Linked DNA regions of Capsicum annuum: regions 1 and 2 are each linked to region 3. Evidence: chromatin contacts called from public Hi-C data. All regions are on one chromosome and are shown on one strand. Each heading gives the region's core, a stretch centred on a gene start, on an enhancer-like site or on the middle of the called end of the contact. The rest is flanking DNA. Distances are from core to core; before and after follow the strand shown. Region 1 has its middle 80 kb from the start of LOC107870589. Region 2 holds the start of LOC107870589 (protein TWIN LOV 1). Region 3 holds the start of LOC107854119 (transcription factor MTB2).

Region 1 (4,863 bases), core at 1,324-3,823, 140 kb after region 3:
GTTTTTTTTCTGCTACAAATTTTTTAACTGAAAAATATTTTGTTTTTTTTTTGGGGTTGTTTAAAAATAATAATTAGGTATAATTGTATAAAAACAGTATAATTATTACAATAGAATATGAATCTATATAAGATATATGTATATAAATTGTATAGTTCTATCAAATATGTATATAATATATATATATATATATATAGATATATAGATATAGATACATATATAAAATGCATAGAAAGTGTATAAAAATTATATAATTATTATATAAAATGTGTTCAAAAAAATTGTACAATTATTAAATAATTTGTGTATTGAAACTATATAATTTTCGTATAGAACATTTATGTGTCTAAGATATGTCTAGAGACTGTATAAAATATGTATATAAACTTATAAAACAAGCCCACAAATTAAAATGACTAGAAAATGGAATTTGATTCCCATGACCATTTTTTTGAAATTAATTTCGACCGAGTGTCCATTTGTGTCTTTTTTCCAAATTAAAATGGCTAGAAAATGAAATTTGAATTCCATGACCATTTTCTTGGAATTAATTTCGATCGAGTGGTCATTTGTGTCCTTTTCCTTTTTTGTATTTCTAAAAACAATAATTTACAGATATGGCCTAAGCGTTCTCCTAAAATATTCACTAATGTATTATATCCTACGGAAAATGGCTAGAAATACCCTTCAAGTATTAAAATTGGTTCAAAAATATCCTCAGTAAATCTATTGTTTTAGAAATATCCTTCAAGTATTGAAATTGGTAAAAAAATATCTCTCTATTAACCTTTATGGCTCAAAAATACCCTTACAACTAATGATTTTTCAAAATCATAATTAAAATTTTGAAAAAAAGGTCAAAAATACCCTTCAAGTATTGAAATTGGTTCAAAAATACCCCTTCAAACACCTTTATGGCTCAAAAATACTCTTGCAACTAACGATTTTTTAAAATTATGATTAAATATTTTATTAAATGCATGATAATTTTCTATTGGTTGAAACTAAATTAATTAAAATGTTAAGCCCAATCCGGACTCAACTAAAACTATCCGATCCAGATCCTACAAAATTATCATAATTTTGATCGGTGAATGGTATGAAGTGGTCTCGCACGGGAATGCACTTGCCAGTGATGGCAAGACAATTTGATGTATATAAATAAAAATAGTGACAACTATTTAGGAAAGAATGTAGTATTTTTTATACAAACTAAATGTGTCACGTAAAATGAAATGGAGAAAGTAACAAGATAGTGCTGCGTAAGACGTGGCATAACCAAAATATTTCAATTAGTCTTGCTGGTTAACATAAAGAATGAGAGAAATATACATTAGAAATAAATATCAAACAAACATTATAATTAGGGGATAGAATTCTTCACAACATTACATTAGACTGACAGATTCTAAGTCAACAAAGAACCTGCATTTGATAATAAAAATTACTCATACTATCGGATAATTTAGTTGGGGCAAATTTTATACGGTTTGGGTTGGGTTCGGATTGGATTTAATATTTTAATTAATTTAGGTTCAATCAATAGAAAGCTGTTACTAATTTAATAAAATTTTTAATTATGATTTTAAAAAAATGTTAATTGAAAGGATATTTTTGAGCTATAAAAGTGGATGAAGAGGTATTTTTAAATTAATTGTAATATTTAAAGGGTATTTCTAGCCTTTTTCTAATTTTTTAAAATTAAAAAATCGTTAATTACAAGATGTTTTTGAGTTAGGGGTGTGTATTGGTCGGTTCGGTTCGATTTATATACTATCGGTTCAGTTTATCGGTTTTTGATTTTTAAATATGTTAAACCAATAACCAAATCAATAAGATATTTTTTATCGATTTTTAGTTCTTAACGGTTCGATTTTCGGTTTAACCGATAAGAAAATACTCATAAAATAGAAATAGTAGTAACTAACATGAAAAAAAAAATGAATCTTAGTTACAATCAAAAATCCTATATAATGAGTTTTAATTTACAAAAATCTTCAAGTTTGAACTAAATATTGTTAGGAGAAATTAAGAGTTTGTATAATTGAAATAATAGGTTTGTTAATTTGTAGAAATTAAAGAGAAATATATAATAAGTCACACACACATATTATATATATATATATATATATATATATATTCTTATTGGGTTATCGGTTTAACCCAATAAGAAAAAATCAAACCGAACCAATAATCTAATAATTTTTTTTTATAAAACCATTAAAAAATCGTTAATCCAATAAACCAATAATAATAAATCAATAACATTTTAATTAGTTCGATTTTTTCACACACCTATTTTGAGAGATGAAATAGTATTTTTGAGCCAATATTTCTGATGAAATAAGTTGAGGATATTTTTGAACTAACTTTAATGAATTTCTGGCCCTTTTCCTATATTCTAATAGGCGGAAAGAGTTTTGCCCCAAATTACAGAACTTTCGAATCACTACTCTCACAAATTAGTTCCCAAATCACACTACTCATCCAAATCACTACTACTCTCGAATTACTTTTTTAGGATGGGACAAAACGATCTGCTTTACATACAGAGCTTCATCACATCCGATCAGGTAGAAAATTGTATGAAATAGAGTTTATCTCTCTCTGGGAGTGATGTGGGTTTATTGCATGTGGAGCAAAACAAACTAACTAGTTTTTAATTGCTTCTTTCTGGAGTAATTGAAAAAAAAAAAAAATAAAAGCTTTTGAAGCCTGTATTTGCCTGCTTTTGATTAATTTTAGGATATGTTAAAATAGGGGCGAGTTTATCACTCTTTCTAGGTGCTTTTCCCTTATTTTTATGTTTGAGCTCAACTAATTTTTTTGATAACCGTAGAAATTCCAGTAGCTCAACTTCATACAGACTTCCTGCTCGAATTAGTACGCAAAATATGTCGACATTAAGGTCTGTTTGCATTCTGCCCTGTTCAGTTGGTGATTTTAAAGTTTTGAGTTTTTCTGATTCATGTCAACATGTATAAGCCGCCATTGTTTAATGTTTGTAACATCAGTGTAGGCTTAATGAAACCATTATACATATATATCTTGTTTGACTTGAAATATTTTTGCTTGTTTTTTCATGTAGCATCCATTAGAACTTTTCTCGTGCTGTGAAAGAGTGTAAAATATGTAATTGAGTAGGAATTGAGGTCATTGGAAGTAATTTTCTTTTTGTTACTCTATTGTTATGTGTCAGCAAGTAATCATAATCATGGTTTCAACGCTGATTTGGGAAAGCGTTGAACAATGATGTCTTTATAAAGAAAATGGGACAACTGAAGAAGGCAAATGAAGGAGCTGGGCTAGAAAAAAACCAGATTGATGAGATAGTTCCTGTTGGTGGAAGCACCAGAATTTCAAAAGTGCACCATCTCCTTAAAGATAATATTGTTAACAGGTATCAGCAAGTAATCATAATCATGGTTTCAACGCTGATTTGGGAAAACGTTGAACAATGATCTCTTTAGAAAGAAAATGGGACCAGTGAAGAAGGCAATGAAGGATGCTAGGCTATAAAAGAAACAGATTGATGAGATAGTTCTTGTTGGTGGAAGCACCAGAATTTCAAAAGTGCAACAGCTCCTTAAAGATTATTTCGATGGGAAAGAACCCAACAAGGGTGTAAATCCTGATGAAGTAGTTGCTTATGGTCCGGCTATTCAAGATGGTATCTTTAACGGAGAGGATGGAGATGAAACTAAAGGTACATGATCTAATTAGATTTCTTGCCATAATTTGCTTATTGGTTTTGATAATGTGTGAGTTTGAAGCTTTTGCTGATTGATTGTAGCATATTTTTTATGTGCAGATATAGATATTCATCTCCTGGACGTCACTTCTCTCACCCTTGGTATTGAAACTGTTGGTGGTGTCATGACCAAATTTATCCCTTGAAACACGGTTATCCCAACCAAGAAGTCCCAGTTCATGACCACTTACCAAGACCACCGTCTCCATTCAGGTAATTCTTTGGTTCATGTTTGAATCCTATAACTCATTGTCCAGAACTGTTCATTAACCTGTTCTGTGCAGATGCAACCCCTTCCTCCATGCCCAAAAAGCAAAAAAAAAAAAAGCATTAATGTATTTTTAGATAGAGACCGTCCTATGTGAACTAGTTTTTTCAGATGAGCAAACAATGTTATAGTTTCAACATATTTCCGTCCGAACAAAACCTCAAATTTATGAAGGATAACAAAATGTATTACAATGTTATTCAGAATTTGGTGGAAACCAAATGTGAAATAATAGAAAGGAAATTTGAATCTCATCCAGCTTTTGAAGTTCTCTTTACAGATGGTAACATAACTGAATCAAGATCCCCCGGATAAGGAGTCCACAAGCCTAATCCTCCTTACTCTCTTTCATACTACCCATTTTATCCTTCTTAAATTCATCAAAAGATTTTACCCACTTTACTTTGGATGAACGTTCACAGGTATGATTGTGTAAAATAAAAATGGAATTATACTCACAATTAGGGAATCTAAAAAACATAAACAGACCTCCTAACCTATAGACAACATTAACAAAGCTCAGCTGGTCTCTCAGCGTGAAGAGGTGAACTTCATTGAAACACAAGCAACTAAACAAATTACTTAGTGTAGTATATTCTCGTGTGATAACAACTCCTTCTTGAATATCTGCAAATACCAAATAGTTTTCAATATAATGGGAATATATGAGAAGTGACTAACAATAAAGAATTAATGTCCTTTAAAAGTTGACACTACTATTAGTGAAAAGAAAATATTAGCATGGGCACTGATCAGAAAATAATTGGAGTGCAGAGTGTAGACTAATGTCCTTCATATATTTTAGGAGGGGGCCGAAACATGCTTAATCCAAGTTGAAAAGCTC
Region 2 (4,507 bases), core at 1,277-3,776, 220 kb after region 3:
AAAACGTCAATCATTTTTAGAATAAGCAATAAGAATAGGATGAATATACATAAGTATTGGGAAAGAGTTAGGTATTGTCTTATCTCACAACACTCTCGTGATACTCCTCTGTTTCGTCCATCCTATTCGAATCCTATATGAAAGCACTTTGCCTAGAATCTCAAGTTGCCTCCCCTCTCCTCTGAGGCCGATCGCATCCACTTTTGGAGCCCCTCGCCTTTGAGTACGGCAGCAGCTCAGACATAGACCGAATTAGGGGCCTAAACTCTTGAGTAGATTGCCCATGGAAAGGAGCTTACTCCAAGATCTGACTCCCCCCGTGTAGGAGTTCGGGAAGGCCAGAAGTAAGCAAAGAGCGGTAGAAGAGAATAAAGTGTTGCGCCCATTCTTTTCTTTCATAGCTGGAGCAAATGGAAGGAGACGTCGTGCAAGCCGAAATGTTACATCTTCATCGATCATCCTATTCTCCTGAAATTGAATCTGCATATCTGAATTCCTTTTATTTAGGCACCACAGCCCCATTTAATCTTATTCAAATCCATTCTTCTTACGAGGGCTAAATTAACTGTTCATGAATATATTATGTTTTCATTATTTTGACAACACAAAATAAGCTTCAACGAAGAACAAAGATAGCCAAGTCTAGATAAGCCTAAATTATAGTTTTCCAATGACAAGAAAATATCCCTACAATCACATGAGCTTATCGAGCCTCTTTTTATAGAGTGTGTAGCTATTCTGCTTATGTAGTACGAATTGTACAGTTGGCACAATACGAGTATTTGGGTACTATAACCACACAGCCTGTATGAAAAAACAGAGTTTGCAAAACCATTTCACATAATCGATCATGGTGAAGAGAGGGAAAATGACAAAAGCTTACATATATCTACAAGAAGATATATTTCAATCAAAATGTACCTGTGAATTCCAAGCTTGAACCCAATGTAACAGGCAGCTCCCGTTCCATGCTCATGGAGTAGACTTCCCTTCTATAACACCTAAGCACAGACTCTCTACAGCCAGCTCCATCTTGGCATAAATTTAGTCCAACTCTGGATGGCTAAAACAAATTCACAATGCTCACTCTCCTCAAACGACAAAATGTGCAGTCAAATCAATCAATGTGTGAAGTAATTCTATCTCCTATTTTCTTTATATATACTTGCATGGACAAAACAGATTATAAGGACTTGTGTTCTTGATCAGTTGCTTAAAAAAAGGACTTACCTTTTTGATATGGTTGGACTATGCAACAGATATAGAGTTCAGCTAAATTGAAATAACAACATGAATAAATTAATCACCTCAATGGGGACCGTACGGAAGCCAGCAACCTTTCTAAGGTAATTCATGTCATTCCACTTATTCTTAGCAGGCCATTGATCCATGGAATCTCTGATGACCATTGGGGATCCTGATAAATAATGGTCTTTCGGGAATGCCTCCAACAATAAGCCTGGCCTTTTCCCTACTAACTTACAAGACAGTGACTTCCTAGGTAACAACTGCTGCACCTGCAAAGTCAAAAGAAATAAATAACCACACATATCATCTCACTACATTGTTAGCACTCAAGTAAATGCTAGACCACCTCAACTATTTGAAAGCTTAGAGGATCTCACTTATAAGCTCGTCTAGAAAACATGTATTCACTGATTTAATTCGTAAGCTGCATTCAAATTTTTCAATAGAAAAAACAACTGGGAAAAATAAACCAAAATGCTATAAATGAAAATTTAAAGAGGTACTCAAACCGAATAGACAAAAATGGTGTATAACTTAAGATTTGGATCACACTCCTTCATCAGGGCATTCCATGAATAACCTAAACCCATTAATTACATAATGCAAATAGGATTGCGAAAATGGGGGTTTTATATTACAATATGCATCTCTCCATATGGGTACAACTGAATTCCATGGACCTGAATGTAACGGTTCCCATGCCATCTCTTTTGATGCTTTCGCAGAACGCCACTCGCGACTTCTCTGGTGATTTTTCCGATGACAGATGTTGCTGATGTGGAATGGTGGAAACTCAAAAAATCGAATAGTTCAGGTTGAGATACGAAGCTCAGAAAAATCCAGGTAGTTGAGGTACGAAACTCGGAATGTCACCGGCGGTGCAATCGACGCCATTATAAATAAATAATGTCCTAATAGCATGTTCAGTGCAACCCAGAATTAGCAATAACCATCAATAACTTTTTCATAGTAGAAAATTTTATGAGAAGAATGTTAGAGATGTGGAGAAAAACGGTGGAAGAGATTAATTGAAGTTGAAACAGACACGTAAGTAAATAATGAAGCTTTAAGAAGGTGAAACTAACCTTAAATTTTAAATAAATTAGGAAAATAAATCTACTGCTCATTCAAAAATTTTCCTCCCAACCTTCTTCTTATAAAATAATCTTGACTCATCAACAAAGATTTTCCAAAATCAGGCCACTACCTCTCCCATACACTAAGCTTTCCACTGCTTCCCATAAAACAAATTTTTTTTCACTGTAGCAGTAGAAGAAAGTGCCTCTCTTTCACCAAAGATTCTATTTATCTTTTTTTTTTTTTTGGGGGGAATTTTTCTTTCATTTTCTTCAATTATTTTATTTTAAAAATTATTTTCATAACAAACATCTCTCTATATTCATAATAAATTACACTCTTAATTAATATTAATAAAATTCATAACTTTAAAACCTTTTATATTCATAACCTCCAATTATTTAATTTTGTATTAAAAAATCGAATAACAATTTTTTCTTTAAATAGTGTGAAACAATGGTTTCTTGAAAAAATCTAATCACAATTATTTCTTAAAAGGTACGTGCATTTTGAAAATCACTCCTTTAAGCTTTATTTATTTTTTTAGAGTAGATTTCTTTTATTCTGTGCATCGTCTATTAACAAACTTCGTACATTTTTATATTTTTGTAAAGAGTTATGTATTACTTTATTAGAACAATTTTCTTTTATGTTATGTGCCCATTAATTAATTTTTGGCAATCTTGTATTTCTTTTAATCTTAATCTTATTAAAATTTTAATTGTAGATGAAAAGAAGATTACTATCATAACTGTTTTTCTTGTCCTTATCTCACCGTGGGTATGAGACATAGCATATAGCAACAAAAGAAAAGTCTCACCGGCCAAGATATAGTTCAAAGTGCAATATTTTTTATATTTTTGATTTATTAAACTTCATCTCCAACTGCTCTTAACATTTTTAATTAACAATTTAGTTGTCCTTTTTCGTTTCATGCTACACTTAGTTTGTTTTTTTCTGACTCTTTTAAGGCTTGATTGACATACAAATGAAGTAGGATATTGAGATGACAAGAATCTAATTATTATTGTTTAACATTCTTTTGAGAGAAATTATATTTATATGAGTGATAGTTCTTCTTTCCTCTTCAATTCACAATATAACATCTCCAACTGCTCTTAGCACTTTTAGTTAACAATTTAGTTGTCCTTTTTCGTTTCATGCTACACTTAGTTTATTTTTTTATGACTCTTTTAAGGCTCGATTGATATACAAATGATAGGATATTGAGATGACAAGAATCTAACTATTACTGTTTAAAATTCTTTTGAGAGAAATTATATTTATATGTGTGTTAGTTCTTCTTGCCTCTTCAATTCACAATATACCATTTTCAAAAGTTTATATTAATTTAGTTAACTATTTTTCTGATTTTTTTCATTGGTGATGTCAATTTTTTATGTACGTGTCTAGACCAGAGTGTTTATTTTTTAAAGTAAAAGCAAAGGAAGAAGGCAAACGTATATGTGTGCTACTTACGAAAGTATCTATGGATCCTTCCGCAATTATGTACATCGATTTTAGTAAATCTTTTGATAAAATATGAGAATGTAACATTAGTTTAGAATTTTTAAATGACATTTAATTCATAAGAAAGTTGTTTATTGATTCATGAAATTGTAGTTTTTGATTTTTCACATTTTATAGTTTAAAGAGAAATGAAAAGGATAAAATAAGATAAAAAATATGAGATTCATATAATTAGATTTGTGTTATATATATAAATGATAAACAAGTATAAAACTTACTAAAACTAGGCATGAAAATAAATTCAATTTCATGGAATCTTTTCTTTTTCTCTACTTTCTTTTAAGAAAAATGAAATTATTGTTTCACTTATAGAATATATTATATAAAAATCAAAATTTTAGAAGACTGAAAATACGTAATTGATGAAAATTCACATAAAAATATTTATATACTTAAGAGTGTATACATTCAATTAATAAATTCTACTCTTAAATATTAGTAATGTCTATAACTCTTAAACCTTTTATATTCATAACCTTCAATTAGTTAAGTTCAAGAAGTCCATTTTTTTTCTCTCTCAATTTTTTTAAAATTTTCAAACTCTAAATATTTTGTTAATTGTCTTTATCTTCCTTTCTAATTAATATAATTGATTTGTATTAAGTAAAATTTATATCTCTATATAATTACAAAAAAAAATCTACTCTTAATA
Region 3 (4,877 bases), core at 489-2,988:
ACACGCCATAAACGTGAGGGTGCACATGTTTTGTGTCACCCACCTTTATAATGCAAATTTGAATAGCAAACATTGAATGAAAACTCAAAAAAGAGGGATTAAAAAAAAAAACCTCTATTTGTTTATTATCTAAGTTATATCCGATGATTCATGGTTATACATATAAATACTTCATTATTTACTGTAAAATTAATTTTTATCATATAATTCTAGTATAATTAGATTGCCGAGTGTAGATTTAATGCCCTTTACACATTTTGAGAGGTAAACAAAACTTAATTAAATTGAAAAACTCTCATTTAACCATTGATTTTAAAGTTAAAATTTAAATTTCAATATTAGAATTTTTGAAATTTAAAATTGTATTTGAACATGTATTATAATTATGAAAATAGAAAAAAAAAATTCTTACTATAAATCAGATTTTGAAGATTTATGTTCTAAATCTATGTGGTCATTAGACTTGACCATATCTTTCAAATATTTTAAAGATACAATAATTAACGTATTAAATGTGACGGAGTACTGAATGAACAAAAAAACAAGGATGCAGCAAAACTCTATTTGTTTACTATCCAGGTTATGTCAGATGATTTATGGTTATATATAAAAATAATATTATTTATTACAAAATTAATTTTTATCATGCAGTTCTTGTATAATAAGACGAGAGAGTGTGGATTTAATGCCATTTACATTAGGAGGTAAAAAATGCTTAATTCAAACTGGGAAATTCTTGTTTGGCTATAGATTTTAAAATTGAAATTGTGATTTTTGAAATTTAAAATTATATTTAATATATAATTTATTTTAACTAATTAATTCTAATAAAATGAATTTTATCTTACTATGAATCATAAATATATTTTAGAAGATAAATTTACATAATTTATGTCACGTATTAAATGTGACAGAGTTAAGTGAAAAGTTATTCAAAGATGAAAAATTCAGACGCTATAAATGTGAGTGTGCACATGCTTTGTGTCACTCCATCTTATCAAACGTGTCAAAGTGATCACCTTTTTCATCATTAAAAATTTCCCTCCATTCATGTTATCTTGCTCCAATAGAGAAAATTACTTAATTAAACTTTGTACGGTTAATTTTTAATTTTGAGTAATGTAAAATAGATTCATTTTTTTCTATTTTGTCGTCAATTTTTTTTGTTTTACATTTATGAAAAATAAATAAATAAATAATAAATTATTTATTAAATAATTAAAATAAAACTTTTGAAATATATTCCCTAATTGGATATAGAATGATTTAGTTACATGGGTTTAATTCACGAAAAGCATAAAATAAGAAAATTTCAAGTTAAGTAAAAAATTAAGACTCTAAACTCAAATCTAAATAATGAACCCTCAACCTTCAATTTCAATTTGAACAACTTTTATTGTTATTAATTTATTTAAATTATTACTAAATTAAAATATTTTATCCAATCTCAACTATTGCTTCTCCTTCAAAAATTACTATGTTTCAAATTTAGAAGATCTATCTTCGAAAATCTATTTGATCATATCTTCACATATTTTAAAAATATAATGATTAAATTTTTAATCAAACAAATTTTAAGAAATAATTTCATAATTTATGTCACGTACTAAATATGATGAAGTTGATTGAAAAAGTTATTCAAAAAAAGAAAAATTGACGCCATGAACGTAAGGGTACACATGTTTTGTGTCCCTCCTATCTTAACAAACGTGTCAAAGTGATCACATTTTTCATCATTAAAAATCCCCCCACCCCCAACCCCCTTCCCTCCTTCCTAAAATACTCCTCAAACAAATCAGACAATTACCAAGGAAAAGTCCGTTAATTTGTTTAATTAATTAATTAATCCAAAATCCAACCATGGTTATCTCTTTAACTCTTTAAAACCCTATTGACCATAGTTTATACAAACAACAACAAAACATGCAGTATGGATTTAGAAGGAGCATACCCTCAATGCCCTCAATCTCCTATCTTTCCCTCTTTGGTCTGCAAGAACAAATATATATTTGGGCAAAAAGTTGAATTTTAGTCCTTGCTCATAACGGGGGTTAGTGTTTTTGCTTACTCTGGTTCTGGAGCTGCAAACACTGGTTTGTTATCTACTTTTTTATGCCATTTTTATATCTAAGTGCATATTCTTTAATAGATAGTATTTTCTATATAGTTAATTGTAACTTGGAGTTTCAAGATTTTGGGATCTGAATGTGGGTTTTGGAATTTCGGGTATTCAAGAAAAAGATTGAATCTTTTTGTTTTGGAGAAAAAGGGATTTTTTTTTTCCAGTTCTTGTTACAGTCTTTTTGTGGTTTATATCAAATTTGAGAGAAGTTGAAGTTTTTAGTATTTGGGTATTTGTTATTTATTGTTAGAAATGACTGTATTGTGGAGTGATGAGGATAAGACAATGGTGGCAGCTGTATTAGGAGCAAAAGCTTTTGATTACTTGATGTCTAGTTTAGTTTCTGCTGAATGTTCTTTAATTTCAATGGGAAGTAATGAGAATTTGCAGAATATATTGTCAGATCTTGTGGAACGCCCGAATGGAAGTAATTTTAGTTGGAATTATGCTATTTTTTGGCAGATTTCGCGGTCTAAGTTAGGGGAATTGGTGTTAGGATGGGGAGATGGTTGTTGTAGAGAAGCTAGGGAAGGAGAGGAATCTGAAGTTACTGGAATTCTGAATTTACACCTTGAGGATGAGGCTCAACAAAGGATGAGGAAAAGGGTACTTCAGAAATTGCATACGTTCTTTGGTGGAACAGATGAAGAGAACTATCTGTTTGGATTGGATAGGGTTACTGATACTGAGATGTTTTTTCTTGCCTCAATGTACTTTTCGTTCCCTCATGGGCAAGGTGGTCCGGGGAAGTGTTTTGGTGCTGGTAAGCATGTGTGGTTATCGGATGTCATGAAGTCGTCTGTAGATTATTGTTCTAGATCTTTTTTGATGAAGTCTGCTGGTATGCAAACCATTGTTTTGATCCCAACTGATGTAGGAGTTGTGGAATTGGGATCAGTAAGAGCTATATCCGAAAGCTTGGAGCTTGTGAAGTCAATAAAATCTTGTTTCTCGTCATTTTCGTCTCTTGGTAGGGCTAAGCAAGCGGCATCTGTAACAGTTGTAGCTGAGAAAAAGGATGGAAATAGTTCCATGTTTTCCAGCTCTTTTCTTCGTGATCAGTCAAACGGAAATCCTAAGATTTTCGGGCAGAATTTAAATTCTGGTTGTGCGCAATTTAGGGAAAAACTACTTGTTAGGAAACCGGTGGACAGGCCACTGGAAACTTACAGAAATGGAAACAAGGGTCCCTTCGTGAATGCACAAAATGGTGTATGCCCCGTATCATGGGCTTCATTTGGTAATGTGAAGCCAGTGAACTCAGCGGAGCTCTACAGTCCTCAGGCCCCAACAAACAACTTACGAAATTTTGCTGTCAATGGTGCTAGGGAAGAGTTCCGGTTAAATAATCTCCAGCATCAAAAGCATCAAAAGCCTGGTGGAATGCAAATAGATTTCACCAACTCAAGGCCTGTTGTTTATCCAGTGCACACTGTTGAATCAGAGCATTCAGATGTTGAAGTTTCATGTAAGGAAAACCATGCTGGACCAGCTGATGAAACAAGGCCTCGAAAGCGTGGACGAAAACCAGCCAATGGGAGGGAAGAGCCCCTCAATCATGTGGAGGCGGAGAGGCAGCGGAGGGAAAAGCTGAACCAGCGGTTCTATGCATTACGAGCTGTTGTTCCAAATATTTCCAAAATGGACAAAGCTTCTCTTTTAGGAGATGCCATTGCTCACATCACTGACATGCAGAAGAAGATTAGGGACATGGAGTCTGAGAGGGGAAGACTAGGAAGCCCAAATTCAGAGACTCAAACCCGAGTAGCTGATATCAACATTGAAGCTGCCGGTGACGAAGTCATTGTAAGGGTTAAATGCCCACTGGAAATCCATCCTTTATCAAAAGTCATCCAAGTGTTCAAAGAGGCACAGGCCAATGTTGTTGAATCGAAAGTTGCCGCAGGGAATGATACAGTTTATCATACATTTGTGGTCAAGTCCAGTGGATCCGAACAGCTGACAAAGGAAAAGTTAATGGCTGCATTTTGCGGTGAATCAAACTCTCTACAGCCACATTCTCATCAGTAGGATAACAAAAACATCATATTTGATCGTCTCTAGGCATAAACTGTAGTCGACATTCCATTTCATTGTTTCTGCAAAGGTTTTAGTATACAACAGTTTAGAAGTAGAGGAGACAACTTGTTATTGACCAAGTAGCAGCAATTCTTTGCTTTATCTGTTATTAGTGTACATGTTTGTCATAAGAAAGCTAGTTGAATAGATTTGCAAGCTTAAATCTCTTTTGCGTTATGCTATATATTTCGTGTTGTTACTTGGTGTTATTAGTTCTTGAGTTGCTTCTCTAGTCTTCAGAGATTATCTTAGGTTCAGGTTTTTGAAACTCTAGCATGAAGCTGGTCAAGATGGAGAAGATCAACTTAGGTCAAGTAGCATGTTATGTTGCTCGGACTCTTCAAAAATGTCAAATAGTTGCATGGCGGATTTTCGAAAAGCACTACATTTTTGGTGGATCCGAAGGCATGAGTTTGACAACATTTTTGGAGAGTTCCAGCAACATAAAACTAAACATGTGCCGACCTAATCTAATCCTCTTCCTTCTTGAGAAATGCTAGGTTTATGGTTTGTGATTCTTTGATGATATAGAAAGAAGTTGTTCGAGTCAGTTCCCTTTAAGAGCAAGTAAATAAAATTGTTCATATTGAATCTTGCTAGTTTGAAAATTGTCTTATGGCCAGTTCATGATTGATGCATGGGAGCATTAACTTTGTATTACAGCTTAGACTGCAAA

Evidence for each region. A called contact is a pair of places that touch in the nucleus more often than the background predicts.
Region 1: a Hi-C map of bud shows a contact between it and region 3, with 2.1 times the contacts expected there. The contact joins the enhancer-like site here to the promoter of LOC107854119 in region 3. A contact is called at or near these places in 2 of 5 Hi-C or Micro-C datasets (bud and placenta).
Region 2: a contact with region 3 is called in a Hi-C map of leaf, with 3 times the contacts expected there. The contact joins the promoter of LOC107870589 here to the promoter of LOC107854119 in region 3. A contact is called at or near these places in 2 of 5 Hi-C or Micro-C datasets (leaf and placenta).

What each region holds. Positions count from the first base shown.
Region 1 is chr5:154,458,826-154,463,688 of UCD10Xv1.1, reverse strand. It overlaps the pseudogene LOC107870587. Among protein-coding and RNA genes, the nearest start is that of LOC107870589, 80 kb to the right of the region's middle. Within about 2 kb of position 2,573, at least 4 of the 5 cell types and tissues checked have an H3K27ac peak or open chromatin away from gene starts, as enhancers often do. A contact at or near this core is called in bud, where this site is marked.
Region 2 is chr5:154,379,182-154,383,688 of UCD10Xv1.1, reverse strand. LOC107870589 (protein TWIN LOV 1) reads right to left here and starts at 2,526. Exons shown (of 10, transcript XR_007055950.1): 1 at 2,334-2,526; 2 at 1,929-2,159; 3 at 1,308-1,517; 4 at 922-1,063; 5 at 1-488.
Region 3 is chr5:154,600,818-154,605,694 of UCD10Xv1.1, reverse strand. LOC107854119 (transcription factor MTB2) reads left to right here and starts at 1,738. Exons shown (of 1, transcript XM_016699114.2): 1 at 1,738-4,383. The coding sequence starts at 2,375. The coding sequence ends at 4,153.